Linked DNA regions of Mus musculus: regions 1, 2, 4, 5 and 6 are each linked to region 3. A link is a contact called in public HiChIP or PLAC-seq, Micro-C and promoter capture Hi-C data. All regions are on one chromosome and are shown on one strand. Each heading gives the region's core, a stretch centred on a gene start, on an enhancer-like site or on the middle of the called end of the contact. The rest is flanking DNA. Distances are from core to core; before and after follow the strand shown. Region 1 holds the start of Nfasc (neurofascin). Region 2 overlaps Sox13 (SRY (sex determining region Y)-box 13). Region 3 holds the start of Pik3c2b (phosphatidylinositol-4-phosphate 3-kinase catalytic subunit type 2 beta). Region 4 holds the start of Kiss1 (KiSS-1 metastasis-suppressor). Region 5 has its middle 17 kb from the start of Nfasc. Region 6 holds the start of Sox13 (SRY (sex determining region Y)-box 13).

What was found. Promoter capture Hi-C pulls out the DNA fragments that hold promoters and counts their contacts. A called contact is a pair of places that touch in the nucleus more often than the background predicts. HiChIP or PLAC-seq counts read pairs in DNA pulled down with a chosen protein or histone mark.
Region 1: a promoter capture Hi-C map of embryonic stem cells shows a contact between it and region 3, with 9 read pairs. The contact joins the promoter of Nfasc here to the promoter of Pik3c2b in region 3. A contact is called at or near these places in 2 of 39 promoter capture datasets (embryonic stem cells and neural stem cells) and 6 of 115 datasets of contacts at active chromatin or transcription factors (embryonic hindbrain, embryonic stem cells, forebrain and 2 more).
Region 2: a contact with region 3 is called in an H3K27ac HiChIP or PLAC-seq map of embryonic stem cells, with 5 read pairs. The contact joins the enhancer-like site here to the promoter of Pik3c2b in region 3. A contact is called at or near these places in 2 of 484 Hi-C or Micro-C datasets (CD4 T cells and palatal mesenchyme), 3 of 115 datasets of contacts at active chromatin or transcription factors (T-cell acute lymphoblastic leukemia, embryonic stem cells and large pre-B cells) and 2 of 9 other capture datasets (embryonic stem cells and pancreatic islet).
Region 4: an H3K4me3 HiChIP or PLAC-seq map of embryonic stem cells shows a contact between it and region 3, with 11 read pairs. The contact joins the promoter of Kiss1 here to the promoter of Pik3c2b in region 3. A contact is called at or near these places in 10 of 39 promoter capture datasets (the C10 cell line, the HPC-7 cell line, cranial neural crest and 7 more), 16 of 484 Hi-C or Micro-C datasets (the C2C12 cell line, the G1E-ER4 cell line, the HL-1 cell line and 5 more), 8 of 115 datasets of contacts at active chromatin or transcription factors (embryonic basal ganglia, embryonic forebrain, embryonic hindbrain and 2 more) and 4 of 9 other capture datasets (adipose tissue, embryonic stem cells, liver and 1 more).
Region 5: a promoter capture Hi-C map of Sertoli cells shows a contact between it and region 3, with 8 times the contacts expected there. The contact joins the enhancer-like site here to the promoter of Pik3c2b in region 3. A contact is called at or near these places in 11 of 39 promoter capture datasets (the 3T3-L1 cell line, Sertoli cells, embryonic stem cells and 6 more), 4 of 484 Hi-C or Micro-C datasets (the N1E-115 cell line, cortical neurons, embryonic fibroblasts and 1 more) and 12 of 115 datasets of contacts at active chromatin or transcription factors (the HPC-7 cell line, embryonic basal ganglia, embryonic forebrain and 8 more).
Region 6: a Micro-C map of embryonic stem cells shows a contact between it and region 3, with 3 times the contacts expected there. The contact joins the promoter of Sox13 here to the promoter of Pik3c2b in region 3. A contact is called at or near these places in 3 of 39 promoter capture datasets (the 3T3-L1 cell line and liver), 1 of 484 Hi-C or Micro-C datasets (embryonic stem cells) and 1 of 115 datasets of contacts at active chromatin or transcription factors (pancreatic cancer cells).

The regions. Positions count from the first base shown.
Region 1 is chr1:132,740,443-132,743,160 of GRCm38.p6, forward strand. It overlaps Nfasc (neurofascin), which reads right to left and starts at 1,355. Exons shown (of 30, transcript NM_182716.4): 1 at 1,229-1,355.
Region 2 is chr1:133,396,467-133,399,335 of GRCm38.p6, forward strand. All of the region lies in intron 1 of Sox13 (SRY (sex determining region Y)-box 13), which reads right to left. Among named protein-coding and RNA genes, the nearest start is that of Sox13, 26 kb to the right of the region's middle. Within about 2 kb of position 1,530, at least 95 of the 459 cell types and tissues checked have an H3K27ac peak or open chromatin away from gene starts, as enhancers often do. A contact at or near this core is called in embryonic stem cells and pancreatic islet, where this site is marked.
Region 3 is chr1:133,044,598-133,047,418 of GRCm38.p6, forward strand. It overlaps Pik3c2b (phosphatidylinositol-4-phosphate 3-kinase catalytic subunit type 2 beta), which reads left to right and starts at 1,415. Exons shown (of 33, transcript NM_001099276.2): 1 at 1,415-1,826.
Region 4 is chr1:133,325,816-133,328,515 of GRCm38.p6, forward strand. Kiss1 (KiSS-1 metastasis-suppressor) reads left to right here and starts at 1,397. Exons shown (of 2, transcript NM_178260.3): 1 at 1,397-1,525. The coding sequence starts at 1,435.
Region 5 is chr1:132,757,220-132,760,233 of GRCm38.p6, forward strand. No RefSeq gene overlaps it. Among named protein-coding and RNA genes, the nearest start is that of Nfasc, 17 kb to the left of the region's middle. Within about 2 kb of position 1,667, at least 119 of the 459 cell types and tissues checked have an H3K27ac peak or open chromatin away from gene starts, as enhancers often do. A contact at or near this core is called in the N1E-115 cell line, Sertoli cells, cortical neurons and 6 more, where this site is marked.
Region 6 is chr1:133,422,515-133,425,500 of GRCm38.p6, forward strand. Sox13 (SRY (sex determining region Y)-box 13) reads right to left here and starts at 1,698. Exons shown (of 14, transcript NM_011439.2): 1 at 1,362-1,698.

The DNA of each region.
Region 1 (2,718 bases), core at 105-2,604, 300 kb before region 3:
ACACATTCATACACAACACACATACACACAGCATGCATAACTCAGCCAGTAAGCCAAGGGAGGAATGAAAAGTAGACCCTGGCTCAGTGAGTGAGGTGGGCTGTTGTGGGACCACAGCCTCCGTGATTCAGCACTCTGACCACTCCCAGCCATGTCGTGGGTCACACTCAGGACCATTCCTGATGCCAGAATGCTGGCTTGGAAGCTGAGGAAAAGTCTTTGCTAAGACCCCAACTCTTAGGCCCTCCAGCAAGGTTTCTCTGCCAGGCTTTTGCAGCCCAGGACTCAGGACAAGTCTCAGGAGCTTGAGGGCCATTCCCTTAGACCTGCCTCTTCTCCCAGCCTCAAGCCCTTTCTGATCCCATCTAGGAAGCAAACCTGAATAGTTCCAGGAGAGGAGAGGACCACACAGAGGCCTACAAACCCAAGTATCTCTCTTCCAAAGCTATGAACAGGCTCAAACATGCAGCAAAGGGCTTTAGAGAGGTTGAATTCACAGCAGTGAACACCTGGCCCACTGAGCCCTAGGCCTCTGTGGCAGAGTAGGACGATACAAGGGTGGGTAGACTGAGTCCAAGCCCAGTCAGCACCGGACCTACATCACCACGAAGGGCAGGCAGAGAAGGTGATGGGTAGTAGGCCGGCTAGGAACCAAGGAGAGTAGGGGAGATGTTCCAGAGGGAGTGTGCAGGATGAGGAAACAAGGAAGCCACTGTGAAGGGGTTGGGACTGGGTGTGAAGATGGGGACCGGGGAGGATAAACTGGAAGGGAGCAACCGAAGGCCAGCACTACACAGGGCCGCGGGAGGGAGGGCAAGCAGAGGGGCCACGGGTGAGGCAGGAAAACATAAGTGGAATGGGGAACTGAAAAGTGAGGTGTACAGAGAGAAAACACAGGGGCTGGCTGGTCTCCAATGGTGAGGCTGAGACAGCGAGGAAAGAGAGAGAGAGCGAGGGAGAGGGATGGAATATGGGATGTTGCCAGCCGAGTCCGAAAGGGTATTAGGGTGGAGAGGGCTGAAAGCTGGAGGGAGACACTGCCAGAATCTGGTGGGTTCCGGGCAGGTGGCAGTGTAGAGAAAAAAAAGCACAGGGATGTGGATGGAGGGGGATGGGACAGGTCGGGGGATGCAGATGGACTGAGGAGAGCGGAATCAAAGGGGGTGCCGCTGGTTGGGCTTCCGAGACCGGGTTCTGTTACCCTACCGGGTACCCGCGCTCACCTTACCTCGAGGAGCTCGGGCTCCAGCCCCGGGCGCAGTCCCAGATGTCCGCTCCCGGCGCCGCCACTTCCCTCGCGTCCCCTGCAGCACCTCTCGCTGCCAGCCGCCGCATTAGGGCAGAGACTAGCCCGTGCGCGCCCCCGGGCGGCCAGCGCGTCCCCGGCGGCCTGCGTGCGCGCCCCCGAACCCCTCCCTGCGTACGAGAAGCTGGGACCAGGACCCAGCAGCTCCGACGGATGCTCAGGTGCCACAGTCCGCCCCACGCGCTAAGGATCAAGTTGCAGAACCAGAGTCTGGGAACCCTGTTTTCTCCCTTGATCTTGGATACTCCTTCAGAAGAGTGGCACTCCGTGTTGTCGTAGGACCTGGAGCCAGAACTGTTGCGGTCTGTCCTGCAAATAACCCCTTTATGAGTTCTTAGGGGCAGGAATTTGTCCACAGCTTTGGAGAGCATAGCTCCCTCCAAAAACTTCCACTGAGTTGTTCATCCGAAGCTGACAAGGGGCAAAAAACAAACAAACAAACAAACAAAAGAAAAAGCATGAGGACATTACAGGTGGGTCTTGTTTTAAAACTGTAAGAATTGTTCTGCCCGGGGGAGACTCGGGGCACTGTCCCAGACTTGAGTTAGAGTGGAAAAACCTTGAACTTGGAGACCACATATCCAAATGTTAGCCCTGCCTCGGTGACTGAGCAGGTCTGAGCATGCAAAGTGGGCTGCGTCTTAGCTGAGATCCCGCCCCCTTGGTAGACCTCAGCTAATGTGCACAGGTGGAGACCTGTACCCCCTCCCACCTTGAATGAGCCCTTAGAAGCTTCTAATTCAGCTCCCTGCCTAAAACTACAGCCCCGTAGGCACCACCACTCTGAGACTCACTCTGAGACTCCTTCTGTGATCACACCCAGGTATCACCTCTACTTAGACCTGAACCCACCTGCCAGTCTCAGCATCCCCCCCAACCCACCTCTGCCTGTGGGCTCAGGAAAAGAGACGCTGCAGATCACCCCCCTGCCCCACACATAGCCTGTGCTCAGTAAAGGCTCATCCACTCACTGACAAAATGGCCTCTCTTCAGCTAGGGGCTTCCAACCCAACAGCTGCAGATGGGAGGCAAAGAGGAGGCAGGGAGGGAGGCCAGTTTTGAAAGCCTTGAAGCAAGATTGTCAGAATCCTGGGCGATTTTTTTCAAGGTTACTACATATACAAAGCAGCAAGTCACTTAAAACCAATACTTCAGCATCACCCTGGTATTAGTCCTGAGAATGAGACTTCACCCTACCAGAACCAGATGACACTAAGGAGCCAGTCAACCCAACCAGAGGGATAGGGTCCCTGGACCCTGGTAGGTCCCAAACACCTGACAGACTCTTAGAAGACTTGGGGAAGGCACTTGAAAGCACTCAGGTCTGTGTGGAGGGCAGAGTTCCCTCACCCCCCTTTACTAAAAGCATCCAGTGGTGGCCTGGTCCCTGGAATAAAGAATTCTCCTATCCT
Region 2 (2,869 bases), core at 280-2,779, 350 kb after region 3:
TTTTCTGCATGGCAAATTAAGTGTTCTTAAATTGATGAGACTGTCCAATCAAGCACTGGGATTCCAGCATTCCTGTGACTTCAGGTTGGGGCCGCTGTTGAGTATGACAAAGGAGTGTATGTAATTCAGGGGTAGAGTGTTTGCCTAGTATGTACAAAGTTTTAAACTCGGTCCCCAGCACTATACCTAACTGGGTGTGCCAAAACAAACCTAACAGCCAGGTGGTGGCACACACCTTTAATCCCAGCACTTGGGAGGCAGAGGCAGGCGGATCTCTGAGTTCAAGGCCAGCCTGGTCTACAGAGTGAGTTCCAGAACAGCCAAGGTTATACACGGAGACACAGTATCTCAAGAAACAACCACAAAAGCTGGAATTGGTGGTACACACCTGTGATCCTCAGGAGGTAGAGACAGGAAGGTCACAAGTTTGAGGTCATCCTTGGCTACATAACAGTTAAGGGGCAGCCTGGGCTCATGAGGCTGTTTTAAAAACTCCAAAACAAGATCAAGAAGCCTCCTAGGCAAAGGCGCTTGCTGCCCAACAGTGCAAGCCTGGCTGACTGAGCTCGAGCAACAAAAAATGTCGAAGGTAAGAACCACTCCAGAATTGTCACCTGACTGCCATACACGCCAAATACCTCCTCCCTGTCACACACACAACAAACACATTTAAAGCAAGACAACTGAAAAACCCATTATGAATTATTTACGTGTAGAATTTTCCATCTTATACTTTCAGATCACAGTGGAGCGAAAATAAAGGGACAAGTGCATCTGTCCATCACATCAACCCGGTACAGGGTATACTGTAGTCTATAGCTTACACCAACCCCTCTGGCACTGTGGACTCAATTATATAATGTTACAGTTCTGTATACAACAGAACACATACATAAGGTGTCTTAAGACCAGTTACAAGAATATTATAATTGACACGTATGTATTTGATTGCACCCTTCAGATCAGACCACAGCAGACTCCCCCACCCACTTTCTGAGCACCTGGTGCCTCAGCAACCCAGAAGAGAGAGAGCAGGGCGAGAGCGGGCTAGTGGACCCTCAGAGGTCCCCCATCTCACCTGGATGAAGAGAAAAAAAGAGACCCCAGCCCAGTTAGGCCCAGGGGTTCTGGGGGTGCCTGGAGAACCTGCAGAAAGCAGGCAGCTCAGCCCATCCGGCTGGGGAGGGGCTGGGAGCCAGGCCCCGCAGGGGGCAGGAGTGGGGGCGGGGTATTACCCCGGAGCTGAGGGCAACAATTACATAACAAACAAACCCGGGCTCAAGCTGTGAATTAATCAAACCGCTGAAAATAAAACCTTCCTCTCAGGAACTTCAGACAAAAGAAATGAAAACAACCAGGCTGGCTGGAAAATAAAAGGCAGTGGTGCTGAAAGCCGGGACAAAAGGAAACCAGACAATAGGGTGTTGGACAAAAGCAATAAAGCCAGAGGAAGTGTGACAGGCGCACAATGAAGGCCTGTGGGCTTCTGATCCCTCGGCTCTCAGCCACCTCTGTCCCACACCCACTGGCTGCCACCAGGTCGCCTCCTCTGGCCACACTTGGATCCCAAGGGCTTTTCTTCTTCATTAGGCCCAGCCTCTGGGCTTCCAACTCCTACCTCAGTGCAAGCAGTCACAGCCACCGCAGCCAGAGAGCACGGTCAGATGAACGCCGAGGCCAAGTGCTGCCCCACTGGACGTGGTGACCATCCATCCACCCCACTGAGGGGGAAACAGAAGAGTCCACTGCCTGTCCTGACTGCCCAGAACCAGCCCTACTGGCTACATTTAGCTACTGAGCCCCAGTAATGCAGCTAGTGCCGGTAGGAATGTGCCGTATCAAACACACCAAGGGTCCCAAAGCTAACGAGTTGTGGGTACAAACTGATGGGTTAGGTTAGATAGGACATCCTCTCTTTTTGTTCCTCTCTTACATCTTTTAAAGATCTGTTTTATTTTTAATTGTGTGTGTGTGTGTGTGTGTGTGTGTGTGTGTGTGTGTGTGTGCACTCATAAATGCATGCTGAAGGCAGAGGCATCAGATCCCCCTGGAGCTACAGCTGGAACTGTGAGTGGTTGTAAGCCACCTGGTCACTTGTCCTTGGCAAGAGCGGTAACCACTCTCAATCTCTGAGCCATTTTCCTAGCACTAGACAAAACATTGAGCTCACCTTTTTTTAAAATATCTTTCCCTGAGACAGGGCCTAACGGTGTAGAGCAAACTGACCTTCAGATCCACCTGCCTCAGCACCCAAGAGTCACCTAATTCGTTTTATCATTTTGTTTGTTTGGGGTTTCGATGGGGATTGTACCCAGGACCTCACCAGCCTAGTGTGTACTCTACCACTGAGCAGCACAGCCAATCTCATCTCTATCTATCTATCTATCTATCTATCTATCTATCTATCTATCTATCTATAGACACAGCAGCACGTACTTGAGTTCCAGCGTGTCCCTCAGGCCATCTTCTCCCGTGGATGCCCTTTTCCAGTTTTCCCATACGCACCCAATACCTTCAGGTCATACACAGGGTTATCTGATATCAGGAAATGGCATCTTGGGACTCCCTGCACTGCACAATGGGGATAAGAGAACCCAAGATGAAGAGGTAACCTATCAAATGTGCCTGTTTTACATTCTCAAGGTACCTTGAACTTGGTCTTCAAAGGACCAATCACAGCTGGTGATGCCTCAGAATGCCTGAGGATGTTTCTGGCTCTCCCCCATTGCCTGGGAACCTGACCCATGCACCTTACACTTATCACTGTAGCCCCAGGTCCTAGCACAGTGCCTGGAGCAAGGGAGACTGATGCTGCTCCCTGTACTTCCTCTGTGTGAAGGACACCAGCAGTAGCAGAGCGAGCTCATTC
Region 3 (2,821 bases), core at 165-2,664:
CTGATCTTTCATGCTCCTTTGTATTCCTCCTCTAGTTGTTAAGCTTCTAGAACGAGTCTTTCACCATCAAGCCACCGGAACCTGATTTAGCTCTCACAGGCTTCTTTTTCTCTTCACTCACCTAGTGATGCCCATGAGGTTTCTATCTAACCGTTCCATTTCATCCTCGATGAAAACAAAACAATATTCTCCCTCAAATACTTTAGAATTGTGAACTCGACTTTTTGGGGGTGGGGGTTAAGATTGAATTTATTTTTAGATTCTGTATATGCTTGTGGGGGTGTGCACATGCATATGGATGCCTGCAGAGGCCAGGAGAAAAAGCAGCAGCTCTCCTGGAGTTACACACCACACCCGTTGGGGTGCTTCTGCCTCCCAGGTGCTGATTGAGGACCTGGCTTAGGGACTCCCCTTTTGTACTGCTTTTCTCCACCACAGGACTTCCTCTAGTTGTTCAAATCCTCATTCTACTAGACAGCTCTCCTCTTTGTGAGCTCTCCCCAGTTTCTACCTCTACCAACCTAGGAAGGCTTTAGCCCTTGTCTCCTGGAAAACTGCTCCGGTTTCTTACAGAGTTTCATGCAAATAAGGGGGCGGGATCAAAGGCCCCATGTGTTTTATAAAGACCTTTCTGACTTTGATAGACTGAAATGGTAGTATCTTAAATATTTCCTTGGGGCAAGGCAAGGGATGCTTAACAGATGTTTCCATAGAAGCCTTAGCTAGAGAGCAGAGGGCATGGGAGCTGAGACACCTTCTCCCACCAAGGCTTGAAGGGGTACTGAGGAAGAAGGCTGAATCCCAGTGTGACTGGCAAAGAAAGGAAGATAGCAAAGAACAAGTTCCTGGTTGAAGAAAGTGTACTTGGAGATCCGAGACCCTAGTTATTATGCAAACGGAGCTGGCCAGTACTGGGTAGAGCCCTTAGGAAAATGCTTGACACAGGTGCTTTAAGGGAGGTGCCCGGAGAAAATAACACAGTTTCAAAGTTTGCTTCCTACCTTAATAGGGTTGGAGGCTTCTCTACTTCTCCTCCCCACTCAGGTTGGAAGACCGCCCTTGAGCAAACGGGAGAGAAAAGTGCCAACACAGCCTCCCCCACGAAGGTGGTAGTTCTTTAGAGCATCCCTATCATGCATAATTATGAGAGGAAATTTTCGAACGGATAACTGAACGCCCAGCCCGTGTCGCTTCCAATAAGGTGATCTGGCTTGTTTCACCTGACCCAGAGCAAGGGGTTCCAGCCTGGAAAACGACGACAATCTGCCAGCGGGAAGTGGGATTGCTGGCCCCCGGGGTCTGCTCAGGACGCCGCACACGGTGCGGAGGCGGGAGCGGGAGGGGGAGGGGAGGGGGAGAGGAAGAGGGGAGGGAGGGGGCCCGTGTTCCCGCCGCCCCGCCCTCTGGCTCCCGCGACTAGGCGATTCGGCGTTGCGGCTGTTGCCGGCGGCCTGGGCCGCGGTCCTGGCAGGAGCCGGTGAGCCTCGCGCGCCGTGCAGTGCGCCGGCTGTCCGGGAGATGGCTTCTCCCCGCTCGCTCGCCGTTCGCGCTATTGTCTCACCCGGGGCTGCCTGACTGCGAGCTCGTGCACGCTCCCGGCAGACAGCACCGGGCCCGGGCCCGGCCCCCACGCCCGTCGCTTGCCCGTGTGTCTCCTGCTGCGGGGATCCCAGTGCCCGCGCGGTGCGAGCGAAGGGAGCAGGCGACACTGAACATCACGCGGGGGCTGGAGCCGCCTGGATCTTCCGAGCGAGCCGGGTCGGCGGAGCCCTAGACACCCAGCCACGACAGTCAGGGTGTCGCGGCAGAACCCGCGGCCAGCGCAGGTAGGAAGAGCACGCGGCGGGGAGGACGACCCCGGGGCTGCGGAGCGCCCTCTTAGTCGGGGCGACGTGGGCAGAGCTCCCGCCCCGAAGCGCCAGCGCCGGGGCCAACAATGGCAGGGCCGAGAGCCCAGCCGGGTCCTCCGAGCACTGCAGGTTGCTCGCCCCCGCCCCACGGCTCGCCCGCGACTCGCGGCCTCGCCGGGCTTGCACCCGCCTCCTCCTCCGGAACACACTTCCCGGGTGCAGCTGCAAGACGAGCTGGGACCAGGGGACCGCTTTGGAGTCGATTTGTTTATTAGTTTGTTTAAGAGCAAAACCTGTCCTGGAGTGGGGGGTGGTGGGAGTGGTGCCTTCCTGTGCAGCGGGAGTGAGAAGTCAGCGTCCAACCTCGGGACGGTACACATTTTCGGCCAGGCGGAGGGTAGGGTTGGCCTTATAAGGATACTGCAAAAGCAGAAGACTGAAAGCTTGCAGGAGAGACTAGGACCTTCAGGCCCGAGTCCCCGGCCCTCCGGGAAAGTGCTCCTCTCCTGGGCAGTACTTGCCCCTCATTTTTCAGTTTTACACAGCTGCAGCTTTGGTGCGATGATAGAAGCTGGAAGCCCCAGCAAAACTGCCAAGCTGGGGTGGGTGGGGTGAAAAGTCCAGGGGCTTGGCAGGCTTCTGGGGTGTGGAAAGAGGTTACCAAATGTATGAGGTTAGTGCATTCACCCTTGTTGTGCAGAGGTTGAAGTGTCTAAACTCTGCCATTGCTCCTTCAGGCTAACCTGGCCCTACATCTCACCTCCCTTTAGGTATCTTTGTGGTTTCCCAGTCCCAGCCCACCAGTCATATTTAGGGTGAAAGTCCTATTGTCTCTGGTTGCCCTGGTGTTTTTATTCAACTTGGTCAGAGAGTTCTGCAGCCTGGACTGATAGACCCTAGCAGGCCTTTGATTCCTTAGCGGCTGGCAAGCTACCTGGGCTACAGAAGTGGGCTGATACAGCCCCTCCTTT
Region 4 (2,700 bases), core at 147-2,646, 280 kb after region 3:
TATTTTCTATTCAAGCATTAGGGCTTCTACAGAAAGTGTCTGGCTTTTGGGGTGTCCCAGAATCCTAGTCTGCTAGTCTTAGTAGCCACATGAATAGGCAGCTGGTGGCCCGGATAACCGATGCTGCCCGGAGATAGGTGTGGCCTGCTTATGTCTCATGGGATGAGGGCTGAGCTGGAGCATTTAAATTAGGATTCGTGTGTGAGTCTAGAGTCAGGTAGCAGGGCAAGAACTGGAGACACAATGGCAGGATGCAAGGTGCTGAGAAACCACGCCTACCACAGGTCACAAGGATATTCCACACTCCTGTCCTTGAACTGAAGCCCTAGGCTCCACCTGTTGTGCCTCCCGCCACCAGGGCACTTAATGCCATTTGTTGGGTAGTTTCAAAATGCTTGACTTTTTCAAAGGGAAATTGGACTTGGGAGCTGGAGACGTGGGGCCGAGTGGGGAGCAGGAGAGGAGAAAGGCCACGTGACTAAGGCCGCGTGACTAGATGAGGGTCAGGCTCCTCTCAGCAGTCAAACTGATGAGGCCAATTTAGTCCACAATCTCCCAAAGCCCACGAAAATAGAAACAACTGATGGACTGGGTGAGAGAAAGGCTTTTCCTGTCTTGAATTATAGGCAATAAGACAATCTGATGACGGTCTCCAAGGCTGCGGAGGGCTGCGAGAATGTGCAAGATGATTGCCTTGCCTCTTTCTTCCTTTTTTTTTTCCTGGAAGAGTTAAGAAATTTGGTTTCTAGTATAGCATGGGGGGCGTGAGGGTGGGGGGTGGGGACAGGTCCAGATTGAGGAAGGTGGGATACCACGTGGGAGAGCAGAGCATAAGACCCAGCACAAAGGCTTGGTTCCAGGCTCCCAAGAGAATAGCTGAACCTCAGAGCGCGAACACTCCTACCTGACCTCACCCACCTCCCCTTCCCTGGCCATTCCCATGCATGGCACTTTTTTTTTTTTTTCAAGACAGGGTTTCTCTGTGTAGCCCTGGCTGTCCTGGAACTCACTCTGTAGACCAGGCTGGCCTTGAACTCAGAAATCCGCCTGCCTCTACCTCCCAAGTGCTGGGATTAAAGGCGTGCACCACCACCGCCAGCCCATGCATGGCACTTTATTCTCCTTCAGCATCCCTCCCCTGCAAACCTACCACCCAGACCCCTACCGTCATCCAGCCTAAGTTTCTCACCCCTTCCCACCAAATCACACCCTTCCCATTTTCCCTCCCTCCCACCATCCCTCAGTCCTGTTTCCTGGGGCCTGGCTTCTGTACATCCTTCTGGCCATCTCTGATCACTGGGCTTTCTCCTCTCCCCCAGGCTCTCTCTCTTTGACCTAGGCTCTGGTGAAGTACGAACTCTGACCTGGTCTTCATTGCCTCTCTCTGTCCTCAGTCCCTGGAAGGAGACTGTAGACCTGCCCCTTCCTCCCAGAATGATCTCAATGGCTTCTTGGCAGCTGCTGCTTCTCCTCTGTGTCGCCACCTATGGGGAGCCGCTGGCAAAAGTGAAGCCTGGATCCACAGGTACGCACTGTCCGATAAGGGGGCCAAGAGAGTCATTGCTGTATTTTTCAGACTATGGCCAGGCTACTGACATGAGTTCAATTTCTGCACTTGAGAGATACCCAGGGCTGGTCTAGGCCCTTCTGCTGTGAGCACTGGAGGCTCAGCTAGAGTTGGGGGTCCTGTTGACCCCAACCCCTTTGTGATTTTCTCCTGCTGTGCTCTCTGCTTTACCCCCAAGTTCTCTCTATGAATGCTGGGAAGGATCTTAGTGTGTAAGTTACTTGTATCTGTGACCTCAGATCCCTAAAGGGGGCTTAAATACAAAACCCAAAAACCTCAACACAAGCCTTTAACCCATCCCAGCACTTGGAAGGTAGGTCTCTGTGAGTTCAAGATCAGCCTGGTCCAGGACAGCAAGGGCACTGTTACACAGAGAAATTGTCTCAAGACAAAAAAAAAACAAAAAACAAAAAAAAAAACAAGACGATAACCACCACCACCACCACCACCACCACCACCACCACAACAACAACAACAACAAAACCCTCAGCACCCAGACAGACCTTAATGCCTATCAACATTGCAGGCTCCCTCAGAGAATTGATGAGCTAGAGAAACTAAAGCCCAAAGAGGTAACATGCTCCCCGAAGGTACTCAGCCAAGTATTGACAGATCCTAGCAGGTGCCAGGGTACCCCCCAAGAGCATCATGGCTTCTGAGTCAGGGTGTGGGTTTGAATTCTTCTTGGCTGTTCGATTTCTGTACATATTAGATCTTGCTTAGCCTTTCTGGACCACAAGATCTTAGTCATGGAAGGCAGGACACATCCTGCAAACTTGACATCATTGCACACAAGCAAAACAATGAGAACAGGGCCCCAGACACTCTCCAATCGTGTCATCATCCCAGGGCTAGGAATAACCCCATCTCTGTCCAGAAACAGTGGCGACTGTCCCTTGCTGGCCACAGGTTATTCTGAGGTTTGCGTGTGGAATTGGGATCTTCTCTCTCACACCACTTACCCAGGGAAGGTAAGAGGGACTTCCTAGTCTATTATTATTAATCTTGGATCACGGCCACACTCACCTCCAAAGTGTGCCAGGGTATGGAGGAGCCAAGCTCAAAGCCATCCTCCGCCCCAGCACCCACTCACACCCTCTCACCAGGCTTCTTCTTTACTAATCTCTTACCAT
Region 5 (3,014 bases), core at 417-2,916, 290 kb before region 3:
CACACACACACACACACACACACACACACACACACACACACAAGAAGGAAAGGAAAGAAGGAAGGAAGAGAGAGAGAGAGAGAGAGAGAGAGAGAGAGAGAAAGAGAGAGAGAGAGAAAGGGAAAGGGAAAGGGGAAGGGAAAGAGAAAGAGAAAGAGAAAGAGAAAGAGAAAGAGAAAGAGAAAGAGAAAGAGAGAAAGAAAAAGAGAAAGAAAGAGAGAAAGACAGTCTCAGATCAGGCTGGAGTGATGGCTCAGCAGTTAAGAGCACTGGCTGCTCTTCCTGATGACCCAGGTTCAATTTCCAGCACCCACATGGCAGCTCACAACTTTCTTTAACTTCTGTTCCAGGGAATCTGATATCCTCACACAGATACGTGTGCAGTCAAAACACCGATGTACATAAAATAAAAATAAATTGTTTTTTAAAAAGAAAGAAATTCAGTCCCAAGGGTGAAGTGTCCATCTGAGGACAACCCAATAGTGAGTCACTATCTAAAACATGAAAATACAGACAGGGGAGCTGGAGAGATGGCTCAGCGGTTAAGAGCACTGACTGCTCTTCCAGAGGTCCTCAGTTCAAATCCCAGCAATCACATGGTGGCTCTGATCTTTACATGCATGCTCTGACATGTGTATACCTGCACGTGCATCTGTAATGGGATCTGATGCCCTCTTCTGGTATATAGGCATGCACACACTATATACTTAATGCACATAATAAATAAGTCTTTAAAAAAATACAGACAGACAGACATCCCAGAGGCTACTTTTAGGCCTGTGACTTGGAGTAAGAATGCTAATACCACCTGTTGACCTGCCTTTGTCCTCCCCATTAGTAAACCTGCCTGGTGCTACAAAAAGAAGCTCCTCTCCAGAAGATGGTGGACCTTGGCCTCTGGGGCTCTGGGGCTATGGGGCACCTGCACACACATCCATGTGGCCTAAATGTCCAGACCAAGGCCAGTGGGGCCTCTGGGCTTCCATGCTAAGTAAGAGCCCAGAAAAGGCCAGCGACTAGAGGAAAAGAGTGCAGGGTTAGACAGCAGCAACCTGGACCTTGATGGATCTGCCTTTGGTTCGCTGGGGGAGCTCATTTCTTCTTTCTTTGGTCCTCAGTGAACTGATTTGTTAGTCTAGGCTAGATTTTGCAAACAACAGGTAAATGACCAATCAGTGAATAAGTTGTTCTCTTTGCTGAAGTTGTGTCTGGCTTTTCTTTATTTTTCCTCTAATGGGAAAAAAAGAATAATAACAGAACTGTCCAAATGCATTATACACAGCAAGGGTAGACATGGTTTCTCGAACCTTCTCTACACAGGATATCCTGGACTGCTGTGTCTATTGTAAATGTATTTCTCACAGGTGGTCTTAGGCGATGAGGCTTGAAAGCTGCTGGCTGAGAGGAACCCCGGGGTTGCCCAGGCTGGAGCTCTCAGCTGTGATCCACATTGATGTGGATGTCTGGAGAGACTTTCTACTTCAGACAAAATCAGCACAGCATACTCAGGGGTGCCCGGGCGGGGCTGAAGAGCCGGTGAACGCGACAATGTCCCTACAGAGACACTAGATGGCGCTACAGCTCCAGGTAAGGTTGACTGCATCTCCCCGCGGGAGGGTCTGAGCTCAAAGGACCCGTTGCTCTGGTGGGTACGGAGAGAGTAGCTGGCTGACGATAGAGAGCGGACCTCCTCTGCCTGTGCCCAGGGCACAGTACTGGGGCTTAGAAATAGACTGACTTAATAGGAAAACCCTCACTGAGCCCTTCAAAGTCAGAATGAGATGCCGCGTGATTACTACCTCTACTCGCCCCAAATGATGGGGTGCATAATAGAGCTGAAGAATCACGCAAAAAGGCTGCATAAGGGGACTACTCTACCTACGCTGGGGTGTACAAATCTGTCCCAGAAAGTAAGGCTCCCTGGTACTTGTAGACACTGGTGTCGACGATAGGGGGTGACAGAGCGCTGATGCTAGCATCAATGGGAGCGTCTCAAAGGCATAGGCAGTAAGGAGCCTCCAAGGCTTGTCTGTCCTTGAAGATAAATTCCAACTATCAAAGCGGAGGCCCAAAAGGACTAGCTGGAGCTGGCTCAAACATGCTCATGAGAGCAGATAGCTATATTTCGAAGACGTGTTGCTAAATATAGCCTTCGTTAAAAATTTACAACTAAATACATTAAAAATACGGCAAGCACTAAAACTCCTAATTTTCTAATGATTACGCTACAATCTAGTGTCACTGGGGATTTTTACATTTACTGTCTCTGTTGCTTGGGACTGCTCTAACTGTTACCACATGCAGTGATGGTACTCTGCCAGCTAGACACTGGCGGTGGAGGGAGACTAGACACCACCGAAACAATTGAGTGCTAGACATCAGGGCTGTGGTGTCAGCCGGCTGCTGCTGCTGCTGCTGCTGTGGAGAGCAGAGAGCTGAGCCAGCTAAGCATTTGCCAGCACACCACTAGGGCCTTCTTCCTCTACTCAATTCTTCCTTCTCGGAATCCACCCAACCAGCCACCCCCATCCTGTTAGACTAGGAGAGTCTTCTTTAGAAGCATGGGGGTTGGAGGCATGGCTGAGAACACTTCATGGCCTTCCGTGGCCAGGCAGGCATAGGGAGAGCTTAGGTCAGAGACTGGGTTCGAAGCTGGAACAAGCTCTTCTTTGCCCTCCCAGGACTTGGGCATCTGTGGCACAGGTGGAAAAAGGGAAGCCATGGAGACGGTCTAAGCAAAATGCTAAAGCCTTGGCACAGGAGCGAGGCCTGTGCCCAGGTGGCAGAACCAGGGCTTAGAAATAGACTTGACTTAATGGAAAATTCCTCACTGTTCAAGCCCTTCAAAGACAGGGTCAGACTGCTTGTGAATGCTCCTTCCTCCCCAAGTGACTGGACACATACTAGAGAGGTGAATCACACACACAGGACTGTGAAGACTTTGGGAACCTGTTACAGATCCTAGACCCCAAGTTCCCTTGGATATACTAAACTGGAATCCAATTTTTTCTTTA
Region 6 (2,986 bases), core at 448-2,947, 380 kb after region 3:
GATCCGCCCTTTTTTTAAACTGAGAAAGTACAGGCGATGTTTGGACATCGCCAGGATCAAGCGACCCATCTCGGTCAAGAACAAGACCCAAGTGTGTTGAATCTAGCACACAGTGAGGGACTTCCTACCGCATCAAGAAGTTGGAAACAGGGTCTCTGGGAACCTTGCTCGGAGTGGCAGCATCACTGACTGACTGCCTTAGGTCAGACCCCTCTGCCAGCGCCAGCGCTAAGGCGCCGGGCCCGGAAATTCCCACAGAGCTAAAGCAAACTTCCCAGGAAAACTCCTCAGTTTCCTCTAAGCTCTTGTCACGGAGATGCTGCCAAGAGCGCCAGCTGCTGGGGACCCTCCCAGGCTAGAGCCACCGCTCAAGCGCCCGGGGTCCTCCCGGAATGATCCAAGGCTGAAGTTCAAAATTCACGTCCAGCCCAAGCCGGACCCCCGGCCTCGCCAAGGACTCTGGGACAGCTCCCACTCTCCGTGCCTTTCCCCCCCCAGCTTCAAGTAATGAGGCACCTCCTGCCAGGACATGTAGGTTGGTTGCGGGGAGATCCCGCGGGCGACCCTAGAGCTCCTGGGGAATCTGAGCAGCCGCAGCTGGCGCGTGCAAACACACGCACGCACACACACACACACTCGCGTGAGTGTGTGTTTACGTACCGAACGTGGGATGGGAAAACAATGGCGAACCGCTGGGACTACGCGACCACCCCCCACCCCCATCCCATCAGTCCTGTGATCAATTTATTTCTACAGTGAAAGGGGCTGAAAGGCGCTTCTCCGACACTCCACCGTGGGACGCAGGGGTGGCAAGGGGCAGGCTGGAGTGAAGAGCAGCAAGGGCTGAAAAAATGGGAGGCGGCGCCCGGCTGGTCCGCGGGGAATGAACCGGAGCCGTGGGAAGGGCGCGCGCTGAACCCCGGCTGCCCAATGCACCCCGGGACCGGAGCTCCGCGTTGCGGGTACCCGAGCCCCACGTGGGGCTCGCACGGGGACATCTAAGCTCAGGCTGGGAGTGCTTAAACTGGGAGCGTTGGTCAGGCTGGGGCGAAAGACCTAAGGCCGGCGGGTCGCAAAGGGCGGGCGGGTAGAGGACCCCCGAAGCCCGGCTCGCGTGGCGCGCGCACGCCACCCCCAACGGCCTGTAGCCACTGCCCTCCAAAAGGACGCGGGATCAGCGCGGCGCCACCGGCCGGCGTTGTGAGGGGTCTGGTAGGATCGGCTCCGCCTGGCAAAAACTTTGCCCAAGATGGAAAGTCGCGCGGCAGAGAGCCAGCGTGTCCCTAGGAACGCGGGGGCGCGCGTGTCAAACTTCGCGAGGCTGGGGTGATGGGGCGCGCGGCGCGAAGGGGCGCACTTACTAATCGGTCGGGCGCGGGCCCGGGGTCGCAACTCCGCGCTCCGGCTTCTGCTCAGTGCGTCCCGGCAGCCAGCAGCCTGGCCTTCCCGCTCACATGCCCCGGCAACGCGGCGGGCAGCGGGCCGGGGCGGCGCGGCCGGGCGGAGGCACGCCCCCCGCCGTGGGCTGGAAGCGCTCAGGACCCGCGGCCCGCCGGGCTCCGCTGGCCACGGTCGCCGAGCTGAGGACGGGTCGGGCGGCGCCCTCCTCCGAGCCAGGCCGCTCGGCACTCTGCCCTCTGCCCCCGGCTGGCCGCCGCCGTGTTCCCTTCCGCAGTCCGGCTCCCGGACTCGCGGCCGCTGCGCCCGCCAGGCCGGCGGGCAGTGCGCTCTGCTCCTCCGCGCAGCTCCGAGCCCGCTGGGTCCAAAGCCAGGGCCTCCGAAGCTGAGCGCGCCGCCTCGGCCTTCGACCTCCGCCGGCCGCTCCGGAGCTCGGCTTCCAGGAGCCGCGCTCGTACACTTCAGTTCCCAGGCGGGACTGGAGCAGGGCGCTCGCCGCTCGCTTCTGCGAAAGCCACTCCGACAGCCTCCGAGGAGAAAGAGGGAGGGAGGGAGGGAGGGCGCGAGCGGGCGGGGGAGGAGGGAGGGTGTGGAGATGGAGGAGGGAGGGACAGAGCTTCCTCCTCCTCCTCCTCCTCCTCCTCCTCCTCCTCCTCCTCCTCCTCCTCCTCCTCCTCCTCCTCCTCCTCCTCCTCCTCCCAGCAGCTGGTCCAGCCAGGCCTCAACAGCTGGAGACCTGTGCTGGGAAGGGGACAGCAGAGGTTCTCCAGAGTGAGACCTGTGGAGATGTAGTGACCCACTGGATAGAGAAAATAGGGGGAGGAAGGTGAATTCTGCCTAGTCCCCTCGACCCAGGTTTGAGAGTTACTATGGGGAATTTTCATTCCTTTTAACAAGTCCAGTTCACAGCCTCCTCCAGAGACCCGAGATTGAACTTTATTTTTCTCACTGGTAAATCAGACTGGCCTCGAACTCACAGAAACCTGCTTGGCTCTGCCTCCAGGGTGCTAGGATTAAAGGCATGCTCCTTGAGAACTGCCCTTGGAGCTGGGAGTGGCTCATGCCTATAATACCTGGGAAGCTGAGGCAGGAGGATCTCAATTTGAAACCAACCTGAGGGCAAGGAGAGACCTGCTTTGATGCGATCAGATCTCTGACAGCTTCCTAATGTCTAGCCACTCCCTAGCCCTGTCCTTTTTAGAATTTCTCCAACAAGTCCTTCCTTTCTTCCTGCCCCGTTTAGGAGGAAGGTTTGTTTGAAGAAGGGTTTCTCCTCATTCGGCCCATCTATTAAATGTCTACACCAAACCTGACCCAAGCAGATGCCAGGGATCACCAAGATGAATGACACAGTGGCAGCCCTTTCTGGATTCCCATGTTGTGAAGACTCTAATTCTACAAAGTGCTAGAGCCATAGGGTCTACCAAGGATGCTAAGCTATGGGGACTTGGATCAGAGTCTCCTTAGAAAGGCCACAGTTTGAAGTACGTCTTGAAGACCTGTGGGAGCAGGGCTGGTTGAAGGAACGCCCATTGTGGGACTGTATGACCCTCTCCCTCTCGAGTGGTGGCCAAGCAGGAAGCTTCCA